Linked DNA regions of Anas platyrhynchos: region 2 is linked to region 1. A link is a contact called in public Hi-C data. All regions are on one chromosome and are shown on one strand. Each heading gives the region's core, a stretch centred on a gene start, on an enhancer-like site or on the middle of the called end of the contact. The rest is flanking DNA. Distances are from core to core; before and after follow the strand shown.

Region 1 (5,495 bases), core at 2,915-5,414:
GTCTGGGAGCTTGGCATCCCATACAGACTTTTCAATACATTTTTTTGGTGGATGTGGTTCCTGCCCTGCTGGGGCTCGGACGTTAAGAGCAATGTGCAAAGAAAGCAAGCAGAAAAACAAGGCCAGTTACCTGCTAGGTCATGGACATAATTGGCCAGCACCTGGGCAAGATAATTGATCTCATTGCACACCTACAAGAGGAAAGAAAAGAAAAACTGAAGGGGAAGGTGAGGCAGAGCTGGACGTGGCAGCGAGATCTGGGGGCTGGCAGGCAGGGTCTGCACCATCAGCACAGCCTTTTTGCCTTTCTTATTTCTCATTAAGTGTGTTGTTGTTATCTTACAGGCATACGAACAGAGAAAGATGTAGCACAAACCGACCTTTCCTCCGTATTACCTCTCTCTTGAGAACAAACTTCAAAGTGAAGGAGATGAAATCTGTGAAGAGCTGCTTCAACCAGCCCGGCCTGCGGGAGACAGCGAGCGTGGTCAGGGACAGCCCCGGGTCCCGCAGCAGGACCTGGGGCTGAGCACCTGAGGCCCTGTTCTGGAGGGGACCAGACTCACTCCTTGTCTCCTTGGAGGTGAAGTGTCAGTTTGTGGAACGAGAGGTAGCAGTCTGAAGCATCAGCAGCCACCTGGTCCTCCTGGCACACTGCACGGGATAAGGAAAAAGAAGAGAGGTGGCTGGCGTACTCCCAGGACAGTGCCGAGACAGCGCTGACCTGGAGCTGCAGGAGGGCTGCCAGAGCTCCCTGCACCTCCTGCTGGAGGTTTCCAAAAGATCTGGGACCCTGCAGAGCAGGGGCAGGTGGGGACACTTTGCACGCAGAGGGAGGCTTCTGCTCACAGCTCCCAGAGTCCAGCACAGCTTTGCCAAGTCCTGCAGTCAGGGACTTGGTTGTGTCCTAACATCACTCGGCAGGACCTGGCCAGCTGCATGCTGCCCACAACCAGGGGGCAGGGGGCAGGTTAAGTCATATTGCAAAAAAAGTTTGGAAATTGCAATATGTTGCAATATGTGTGGCTTCATGCTGCTTTCCCCAGGAGCTTACCAGAGACAGGAGACGCATTTTGATGCACATGTAGCAATCCAAATCCCTCTCACTCCTTATGGGAGGCGGAGGAGTATGGATTGCCTGTTCCCCTTGGTGGAAGCCCTGTACTATCAACCTTCCCAAAGACAACACTTCATTCCCCTGAGCACTCCTTGGGCCTGACCTAGGGACAGCTGGAAAAGCAGACTGCACAGATGTGCAAGCCTCCTGCAACAAAGCCATAATTTGGCAAACTCATTTGAAACATCCCATTTTTTTTTTTTATTTTTTATTTTTTCCAAGTCATCCTGAACTGCAGGAGATGAATGGCTGATCCTGAACACTCCAGAAGGCCAGGCAGTCTTTCACTTTCTGCTGGTGCATCCCAGCATTACCTTGCTGAAATGGTTTGTACCAGCTCCCTGCTCTCGGGCTGTTAGGATTACGAGCATTTTGAGGGCCAGCTTGGCTCCAGCCCGGTGTGCAGGGTGGCAGAGGCAGGTGCCACCTGGTCCCCACCGAGGTGCACGGAGCCAGCCCCTGCTTGCCACTCCCAGCCCCAGCTGTGGCTTGGGTAGAAACAACTGTGCAAAGGTCCCTATGGCTCGTGGTTCCCAGCTGTTACTTACTCAGTTTAATGTTTATCTGCAGGTCGATGGAAGACTCGATTTCAAAATCAACTGAATGAAAAAGCTGTAGACTGTAGGGGCAGAAGAGAGGACAGTCATCAATGGCACACGCATGTGGGAGCAGCTTTTCCTGACTGCACTCTAGCCACAGGGCAGGTTTCTTTCGCAGCACCTTTTACATCTTTCCTTGCACCACAGTGTGCAAAGCCCTGGCACGCAGCAGCCCGCCTCAGATAATCCGGCTTTAAACCATTGCAAGCCACCACTTAAGAGAACGGGAGCATTAAAACCATTTGTACTGCACGCAGATAACATTTACAGAGCAACGACGGGGAGGGAAAAAGTCAGCTGGTACATTTTAGCCTTTTCATCTCGTGCAAGAGGCAATGGTGAGGACAGAGAGGCAAAAAGTGACATGAGAAAAAGAGCGATGGGGGCAAGCAGCACTGCTGGAGTATAAAATACTGCCTTGCTCAGGCTCCCTTTGCGAGGGAGCCAGAAGAGCACGGCCCCTCTACCTTCACCCACGCTGTGGGCTGCCTTGGCCTGGGGGCAGTGGCAGGATCCAGGGCTGCGGTGCTCAGCCCCCGGGTACTTACAACCAGGCCCCAGCATAGCCGTAGGTCAGGGTGCCCTTGAAGACGGCCGTCACATTTTTAATGGCAATGTCAATGGCATCATTCTCCTTGAGCTCCACCTCACTCTGCTCGATGGACAAATCGTTGACCTGGATGCTAAAAATGACAAAAAAAAAAAAAAAAAAAAAAAAAAAAGAATTGTTCCCGGTGGGCACTTTTTATGACTGGGTGCAACAGGTTTGCTCCTGAGGTTTCTGTGGGATTTGTGCCAGCTCTGGGAAGCACCAGGGAGCTCAGCCTCGGTGCACAGCTCCTCCCCTGCTACACACTTCCATACACATTTAGGGATCACTTGAACGCTTGAAGCTGGGAACACACAGCAATGTGCTGTGTAAAAACCTCTGTTTTATTGTAGTGCTCTTCTTTTTCCAGTAGCAGTCACAGCAGGAAATCTACCCCGTGTTTGCATCATTGCATTTGTCATTTCCAAATAATCCCCCTGTTGGTAACACGGTGAAACCCAGCTGTCCTTGCCACCAAGCAGGTCCTGTGCTGAGGGGTGTTCTAGCAAGGACGAGCCCTTGGCACCACCTATCGACAACAGCCCTGAGAGCTGGACAGCCCCTTCCAGCCCCAGGACCGCACTCCCTGTCCTGCTTTTCAGAGACCTGCTCTTCTCTGCTTCCTCGCTGTCCTCCCAGGGAGCTGGAAAAGCTCTCCAAAAAAACGCACGAACAGCCTAAACCTTCACGTGGAAATGACTTGTCTGAAAGGCCTGGATAAGAAAGTGCATCTCTGTCTTTGCTTTCTCAAGTAATTACTGGACCAAAGCTCCCTTCCCAGGCCACCATTCCCTGCCCTCCGCCAGCCCGCGGTGCCCCAGCGATACTCACTTGCTTAGCCCGTAAGCCACCTTGCCAAGGAGCCGCACGGACCTTTCCCCGGTGATATTTGGGAAGTTGGCATTCCTGAAGGCTGCTTGAATGACCTGTGCTGTTTCCTGGTTCACTGTCGGTGGAAGAAAAGAGCAAAGATAACTGAAGTGCAGTCCCTTCGAGCTGCAGAATCAGGTCTGCACCTGGGATTAAAGCACACGCCACATCTGTGCCATCGGGGCAGATTTTGGCAAGGTCAAAGCTGTTCTTGTCTTTGTGCTGCACAAGCCATTGACTTTACCCTTGGGCTTTGTTCTGTTGCTGCTTGCAGAGATTACCGGCAGCTGCTGGGGCTCCAAAGAAAAGCTTCTGAGACTGAACTTTCTGCACCCATTTTCCTAAAATTATCCAGCCTGTACCAGCCTCAGGCCAGGGGATGAGTTTTGGGCAGGCATTTTTCCTTCCAGAAATACCCGCTCTTATTCCTGCACTATCATCAGAGAGGATGGGATAGAGCTGAGTCCACCTTTTGCAGAAATTCTTCCCCCACCCACAAAGCCCCCAAGCCCTTGTAAAAACAGCAACAACAAATAAACAGAGGGGGAAAAAAAGAGAAGAAAAAAAGAAAAAAAACAGCAGTGAAACCTCACTTCTCCCCTTCTGCAGACTGATCCCCAAGAGGCAAAATGTCCATCACTGGTTAGCTCCAGATCTTCCGTCCCACCAGCCTGGGCACCATCCCTACCCCCCAGGCAGGTAGCAGCACACCTTGCCAGAAGAGCAGTTTCCACGAGAGCCAGGGAAGCAAGAAATCCCCTCACCTGGCCGATCTGCCATCACTACCTTCTGACGGAGGGGGAAAACGCAGTCCCGCATGGCGGGCACTTACACAGCAACGCCGCGGGCTTGGTCATCCTGCAGACGATCCCCGTGGCTCTGTCAGGGACTGGCCCAAACTCACAGGCTGCTGCTGCGTGGACGAGCACTAGCAAGATCCCGACGAAGATCCCAGAAGATCCCAGCCTCATCCTGCCAGCCCAGAGCATCCCCAGACGGAGCAGAGCGCGCTGAGAAGTGACTGATTCCCTCCCGGCCAAGGCTGCTTTCATACCTCCAAGCGGAGCTCGTTCAAAGCAGGACATGACCTGCTTCCTCCGGTTATCAAAACTCATCACACATTTCCTAATCTGCCTATAGCTTCCTCAGCCCCCGTCAAGTCGCACGTTGCCTTCCTCCCGCAGCTGGCGCTTGGGCTGCAGGACGTGGCTCTCCTGCCAAGACTGCAGAGCTCGGGGGACGCTGCGTCGGGGTGCTGGGGAAGGCTGGGTACGGAGCTGGGGTGGGATGAAGCCAAGGGAGCAGCCCCACGCTCAGTTCATCATTTGCTCTTGGCACAGAAGCATTCCACGTTTTGTACTCCCGCAGCAACGTCTCAGCAAAGTGCACTTGGAAAGACACCAGCCTGTGTCATCAGCCACCCCTCACCCCCTGGTTTTAGGCACACAGTGGGGAAATGGAGGCACGCTGTGCTGAGACCACATCCCTGCAGCGCTCTGTGAGCACAGGGCTGAGGCTTTCTGCCCCTCAGAGGGATTTGTGGACTGCCTCTAGTTTGCTGCCTTTCAGGTAAGGATGAATCATGCACCTGGCTCCTCAGCTGCTATTTAGGAAACCTCAAAAACCCACAATTCAAATCTGCTCCTTGCGCACACCCACCCTGCACACCACAGACTCCGAACCTCGTTGTGGTGCTGGGGCCAACCACAAAATGAGATCCAGGGCCAAAAAAAAAAAAGAGCCTGGTTGTTTCCTTAGTAAGACTCCCACAAAGCAGCTTCCCCACAGGATGGATGGCAAAGGGAAGGTGAGACCTCAGCGCTGCGGGGAGCGGTCAGCACCCCTGGGTGAGGCAAGGCACCGGCCTCCGTCCTCTCCCTGGCGGACACCTCGTCCTCCCGCAGCGGGTGAGCACGTTTCCTCCGGGGAGCCCTGCTGTCCGGCGGCCCCCGCCCTGCCACTTTGTTTTCTTCCTGAGTTGAGAAAGTGAACGGCCTTGGGTACCCTGCCGGAGGCACTCGCGGTCACCAAGCAGCCCAGGAGCACGGCGGCCTGGGACAGGCTCCCGGCCACCGTGTTATAAACAGGGAACCAAAGCTGCACCAGGCACGGACCCATCACAAGGTGAGCTCCCGTGTTCATGTGTCAATTCGATTCAAGAGACTGTCCTCCTGCTGTGGCTCTGGCTTCTGTCCTTCAGCTCACGGCCTCCCCAGCAGCCCTGGGGGACACCAGGACAGCGGCCAAGGCTGGCACAGGGAGGTTCCTCCAGCCACACTGTGGCAAAATCCTTCAGCATCGAGACACTTAAACCATCAGA
Region 2 (5,150 bases), core at 505-3,004, 46 kb before region 1:
AGGTTGTGTTGCAAAGGAAAATCCCAAGCACCACAGTATGACATCTTATTTAATGTCTCCCATCTGCTGGATGATAGCTCTGACTTTGACAGGAGAATAAAAGAGCTGCTTGTCTTAACTCTCTCATGAAAGACTTGAAGCTGTTAATGAGGCATTAAAAAACTACAAACAGCAATCAAAATCACTAGATCTTGCTAATGGGTAGAAAATTACTTCAGCCAGAATCCCAAAACACAGCTGGCTGTAATCTTCCAAACCACTACGGTCGAGGAGGGACAGGACCTGGGTAGAAAGAAGGGGGTCAAAAAAGCAGAGCAAGCCTGGGGTTGGCTCTAGATTCAGATATTTTCAGAACAGGGAACAGCTTGGTTTGAGGTTCTCTCAGGAGAAAAGGGGGACTCCGGCCCTGTTCTAAACAGGGTTTTCAGAAAATATTTAAACCCAGATGCTAAATTTAACACATTTTCTATGTAACTGCAGCAGAATGACATTAGACCAAACTCTCACCTTCCCAACATCAGGCTCTGATTTACCTCAAACCCCAGCTACCTCATACATGAGCATTTTGTAACCTCTTTGCTTTCACTACATCGTGTATGAGCACATCTGGATCTCTCCAAATGTTGTCACTAGGGGTCACCACTCTGCTGATGTGAGATTGTAAGAAAGACAGAACTTACTTGATTTCTTCCATGCAGTGCATGTTCCTCAAGGCTTCTGCGAGTCTGGAGCAACCATCATTACCGATACTGTTATGGTTCAAGCTGGAAAGGACATCCCCAGGAGAAAGGACATCAAGCTCGTGTTATTCAATACCAGAAGATGGGCTAGAGGTGAGCTGCAGTCACATACTTACATTAGCCTTTTCAGAGATGGCATTTTACAGAGGCCCAGCACAAGCATAGGAATGGCCGCATCACTGAGTTTCATGTGGCCCAGGCTAAAAGACAAAATAACACAGGAACAACTAATTACCCACGGGCAGCTATGAAAGCATTTAGAACAGAAGACAGCAGTACAAGGGCAAAGAGAAATAGGAGTGTATTCTAGTCCTTGTGAGTAGTTTTCAATTTTGTTCCCTAAAACAATTCTACTGGATGCTTTTGGATGCTGATAAAACACCAAGAATCCTAAATCTCTGGAGCAGGGTGCCACCGTGCCCACAATATGGCAAAGCCCTTGTGGTCCAGGGGCGCTTTGTAACAGAAGGATGCCTCACATGTAGGTGCCTGGAAAAGCCACTTCTGCATGCAGGCCACCAGATCATCCTCCAGGAGCAAACTGTTAGCTCTGGAACTGCCACGCTGGAATCACTGCCTCCCAGCAAATACCAGCTACCAAAACACTTGATTTCTTCACTCGATGTTCCTTGCCCCAGACCACTGATCTCTGTTTCTCCTATCCATCCTTCACTGCATATAAAAGGGTGTTGTTGCTTTTTCCCTATCTGAAGTCCTCTAGCCATACAGAAAACTATGTCTGTACATAGTACAAACAGGAGAGTGTGTAGTTTAACTACAGCTTTGAGAAAGACCTGGCAGACACTGGACAGCCTGGTACACTCACCTGAGCTCTTCAATGGCCTGGCACTTCTGCAAGCCTGTGATCAAGTAATCAATCCCAGTTGGCATAATACTGCAAGAGGTCAGCCTGAGAAATAGCGAAGATTAGATAAGAAGGTCAGTTCTCAGCACAGCGAGAAAAGGGAGTTTACTTCACTGACAAGCCTGCTGTCCCATTCCAAACTCTGGCCAGCAGAGGGACCAATATCAGGGACCAATGAGTTTGGAGAGAATTCCCCATCTCCAGTGTACAGGACTATGAGGAGTGGGTAGTTCAGAGAGATCTCTAAGACACAGGATATACACGTGCAGACCATCTCTGGGCTAACCAATCCCCCCAGCATTCTACTGGACAGAGATACCCTTTATAAGCTTGCCTCTCATTTATGAACTTGCAGCAGACAGTTGAAGAGGGCTGTGAAAAGGACTGAATGATACTCATACCAGAAAAATCTTTTACATAGTAGGGCAGTATAAAATTACGTACAACGTAAACAAAAGCCAAGGTCTCCATCTTAAGCCACTTTCATTTGCCAAAAGGAAAAGAGGAAAACCTTGAAACATGCAAATGATGGCTCTACAACCACTCACAACACAGGCTACACAGAGCTGTTGAGTTCACAAGCTAGACATAGCGCAGCAGAGATCACAAAGCTCATGGCCATATTCCAGAAAAAGCGATTCAGAGAGCATCAGGGTCAGACGCACAGGGCTGAGCAAACCATAAAGCATAAAGAAGCGACCACAGATGGGGACATACTCAAACTTCTTCAGCTTTGGAAGAGGTAGCAAAACTGTGACTAGAATTTTTGTGTCATCATCGTGGAGTTCAACATGAGACCATCTGCAAGAACAGAACAACAGATCTGAGCTGATGATCCACTGGTGACAAAAGGTTTGTACCAAGCCTACAGCTAAAGCACCCCAGTGCTGGGACACTCAAGAATTGTCAAGATATTGACACTTGACATGGTCCCAGTGTATCTCCCAGTCATGATGGGAGAGCACAGATTAGTTGGTTACAGGGGAGATTTAGATGCCTTCACGGGATACCCCAGGAAACCATGAGGTTTATGGGTCTTTTCTGTTTCCCATTCAAACACTCAAGGTAGGGGATCCAGAGGGTAGGGACTGTTACCTTGCACTGGCCTCTCCCCGACCCACTGTGTGCCCTCACAAACAGAAAAAGAAAAGCTACTCTCTTCCCCCAAAAATCATCTGTGATGCCTGGCAACTCACCTCAGTTCCTGAAGCTGGATGCATTTTTCAAGAACCCTTTGATAGAAGCAAGCACGCTTGATTTCTGGCTCATGGAGATTCAATCTGCAGGTTACAAACACACACAAGTTAACAGGGATGATCAGCAATTCCCATGGTTATACACAGCCTTCCCACTGCAGCAGCTGGTGCCCTTTATGGCCAAGCTTAGGAACAGATCAGGGCTTGGGAAATGCCCTCTCCAGACTCTCCTGTGTCTTGTCTACACCACAGTCTAGCACAGTGAAACACAGCCCTCCCCAACTGCACAAGATCAGTGCTGCCTTCTTCAGCTACACAAAGGGAAGAAGACACTGATGCTGTTCTTGTCCTACAAGTTCATGCAGAAACCAGCATGTTGTAACGGTCTCTGAAGTGCTCAAGTCTTCTGAGCAAGCACCCCTGGTCCTGCAGGGAAGATAGAAGATTTTTATAGCCTTAAGTAGTTCCAGTATGGGTGTCCTGCAAATCACGTGTGCACAAATAAGGTTCCTCTGCCTTTCAGAACACCATAGAGGTGTTCTGAACACCATAGAGGTGTTCTGAAACTGAATGTATGGAGATGAGAGCCTCAGACACTCTGAAGATATTTTTCATCCCATGGTGAGCAGCAGAACAAGTGGAAAATGACAAATAGATGCTTTCTCACCTGCTAACGACTGATTCCACCTTCTCCAGGCAGCATGGGAAGCTTACGCCTAATTGGAAGAGGCTTTTATCTTTACATATCCTGGAAGATAGAGATTAGAGAACATCATAAACCTGTGCACTCTTGAGGGAGCAAATCATGTTTTAAAGAAGAAAAACAGAGCACGGGATGGGACAAGACTATGCTGCTATATGAATGCTAACCATGCATTTCCAAACAGGTTTGCAATGTTTAAACTAAAAAAACAGCCTCTAATTGTAAATGAGCCAGTCCATGGGCAGCATAGGTCACAGAGCTGCTTCCTATGGCCCTGTTCTGTGACTGGATCCTTTGATGTTCAAGTACACCACAAGCTCGGTCAGCAGCTTTTTCTGTGATGGGGAGAGCACACCTCTGCTGCATGAATTCTCTGTGCCCAATACAAACTACATATCTGGACATCCCCTCTCCCAAGGGAGACCAAGAACAGGGCCTCCTTTCCACTGAACCTCTAAGCTGTGTGACCACAAACTTTGTAAGAACTTCAACCTTCCAGGCATTTGGGTCTAAGTCAACTTAAGGTGGTTAATGGCTTACAAATGCACTGGCGTCAGAGCATAGAGAACAAGAGTAAGTTGAAGTGCTGGCTTCAATACTGTTTCTTTACAAGTCCCAGGCTAAATTAAAATATCTAAAAGATACCAGAACTTGAGGTGCTACTTACGTGATTGCAGTAATGTTTCCACAGGCCTGGACAGCCAGCTCAAGAAGGTTCATGACACTTTTTTTACATACCCATGGCTCTTTTATGCTGTAAAGCACAAAACAGACAGCTATGCTTTATTCACATGCACAGATCCTTCTCTGCCTCCGTCAGCTGAGTGCTCAGCAGTCTAATATACACAGCAGGGACTCTTTGCTCATCAAAGTAATGTGTACATAGGAAACAGGATGCAAACGGAGAACAGAGGAGAAGCAGCCCCTGTGGAGGAGGATGCAAACTTCTCTTCTGTATGCTTACCACTGACAGCAATGAGAAGGAGCCTTGCCCTTGTGGCTCTAAGAAAACACATTTTGGGAGAAGTAAAGAACTTGTTACCCAGCTGAACTGTAGGATGCTCTGGTGAGGTTTGGTTAGGATCATGGTATGAAAGTGTTCACACAGAATTAGAACCCTTCTTTGTAAAGCAGGTAAAAGTCTACAAAAACAGCACAGTTTGTGGCCGCAGCTTTACATGATGCTTAGTAATGAATCAAGGAGATAAAGCTGAAATACAAACAACTTAGAGTCATCCATGGGAATTTCTCAGGCTAACACAACCTGTCTCTTGAAGAAGTACAGTTCACTGTTACTTTTGATGAAAGCACATCTTAGATTATCAGACCAGTCCCATATTAATATCTAAAACAGCACAGGGACACTGTACCTGATTTTTAGAGGACCTGAAGTTTTCCTCAATGAATGTAAAAGCCTCTCTGCAGCATGCACTGTCAGGTTGTTACTTGAGGATCTAGAAAAAAAAGATCATTATAATGAACAGCTTACAAACAAGCCCAATGGGTCCAAGCAAGCTTTTAATCAGCCGTTAACTCACATGTATTCTGTCAGACTGGTGCACTTTTCCAGGACTAACCATAGCTTTTCCAAGTGCTCTGCCTGAAAGTTGCACTCTGTGAGGCTGAAAGGATGCAAAAGAGAATGG

The links. A called contact is a pair of places that touch in the nucleus more often than the background predicts.
Region 2: a Hi-C map of subcutaneous adipose tissue shows a contact between it and region 1, with 2.1 times the contacts expected there. The contact joins the enhancer-like site here to the promoter of CETP in region 1. A contact is called at or near these places in 3 of 8 Hi-C or Micro-C datasets (liver, skeletal muscle and subcutaneous adipose tissue).

Annotation. Positions count from the first base shown.
Region 1 is chr12:11,513,361-11,518,855 of IASCAAS_PekinDuck_T2T, reverse strand. CETP (cholesteryl ester transfer protein) reads right to left here and starts at 4,164. Exons shown (of 16, transcript NM_001310834.1): 1 at 4,008-4,164; 2 at 3,137-3,257; 3 at 2,265-2,399; 4 at 1,666-1,736; 5 at 567-654; 6 at 397-466; 7 at 131-191. The coding sequence starts at 4,164.
Region 2 is chr12:11,556,930-11,562,079 of IASCAAS_PekinDuck_T2T, reverse strand. NLRC5 (NLR family CARD domain containing 5) reads right to left here. Exons shown (of 48, transcript XM_013099982.5): 31 at 5,043-5,126; 32 at 4,875-4,958; 33 at 4,172-4,258; 34 at 3,469-3,549; 35 at 2,802-2,885; 36 at 2,323-2,406; 37 at 1,567-1,650; 38 at 857-940; 39 at 681-764. Among named protein-coding and RNA genes, the nearest start is that of CPNE2, 14 kb to the left of the region's middle. Within about 2 kb of position 1,754, at least 2 of the 8 cell types and tissues checked have an H3K27ac peak or open chromatin away from gene starts, as enhancers often do. A contact at or near this core is called in subcutaneous adipose tissue, where this site is marked.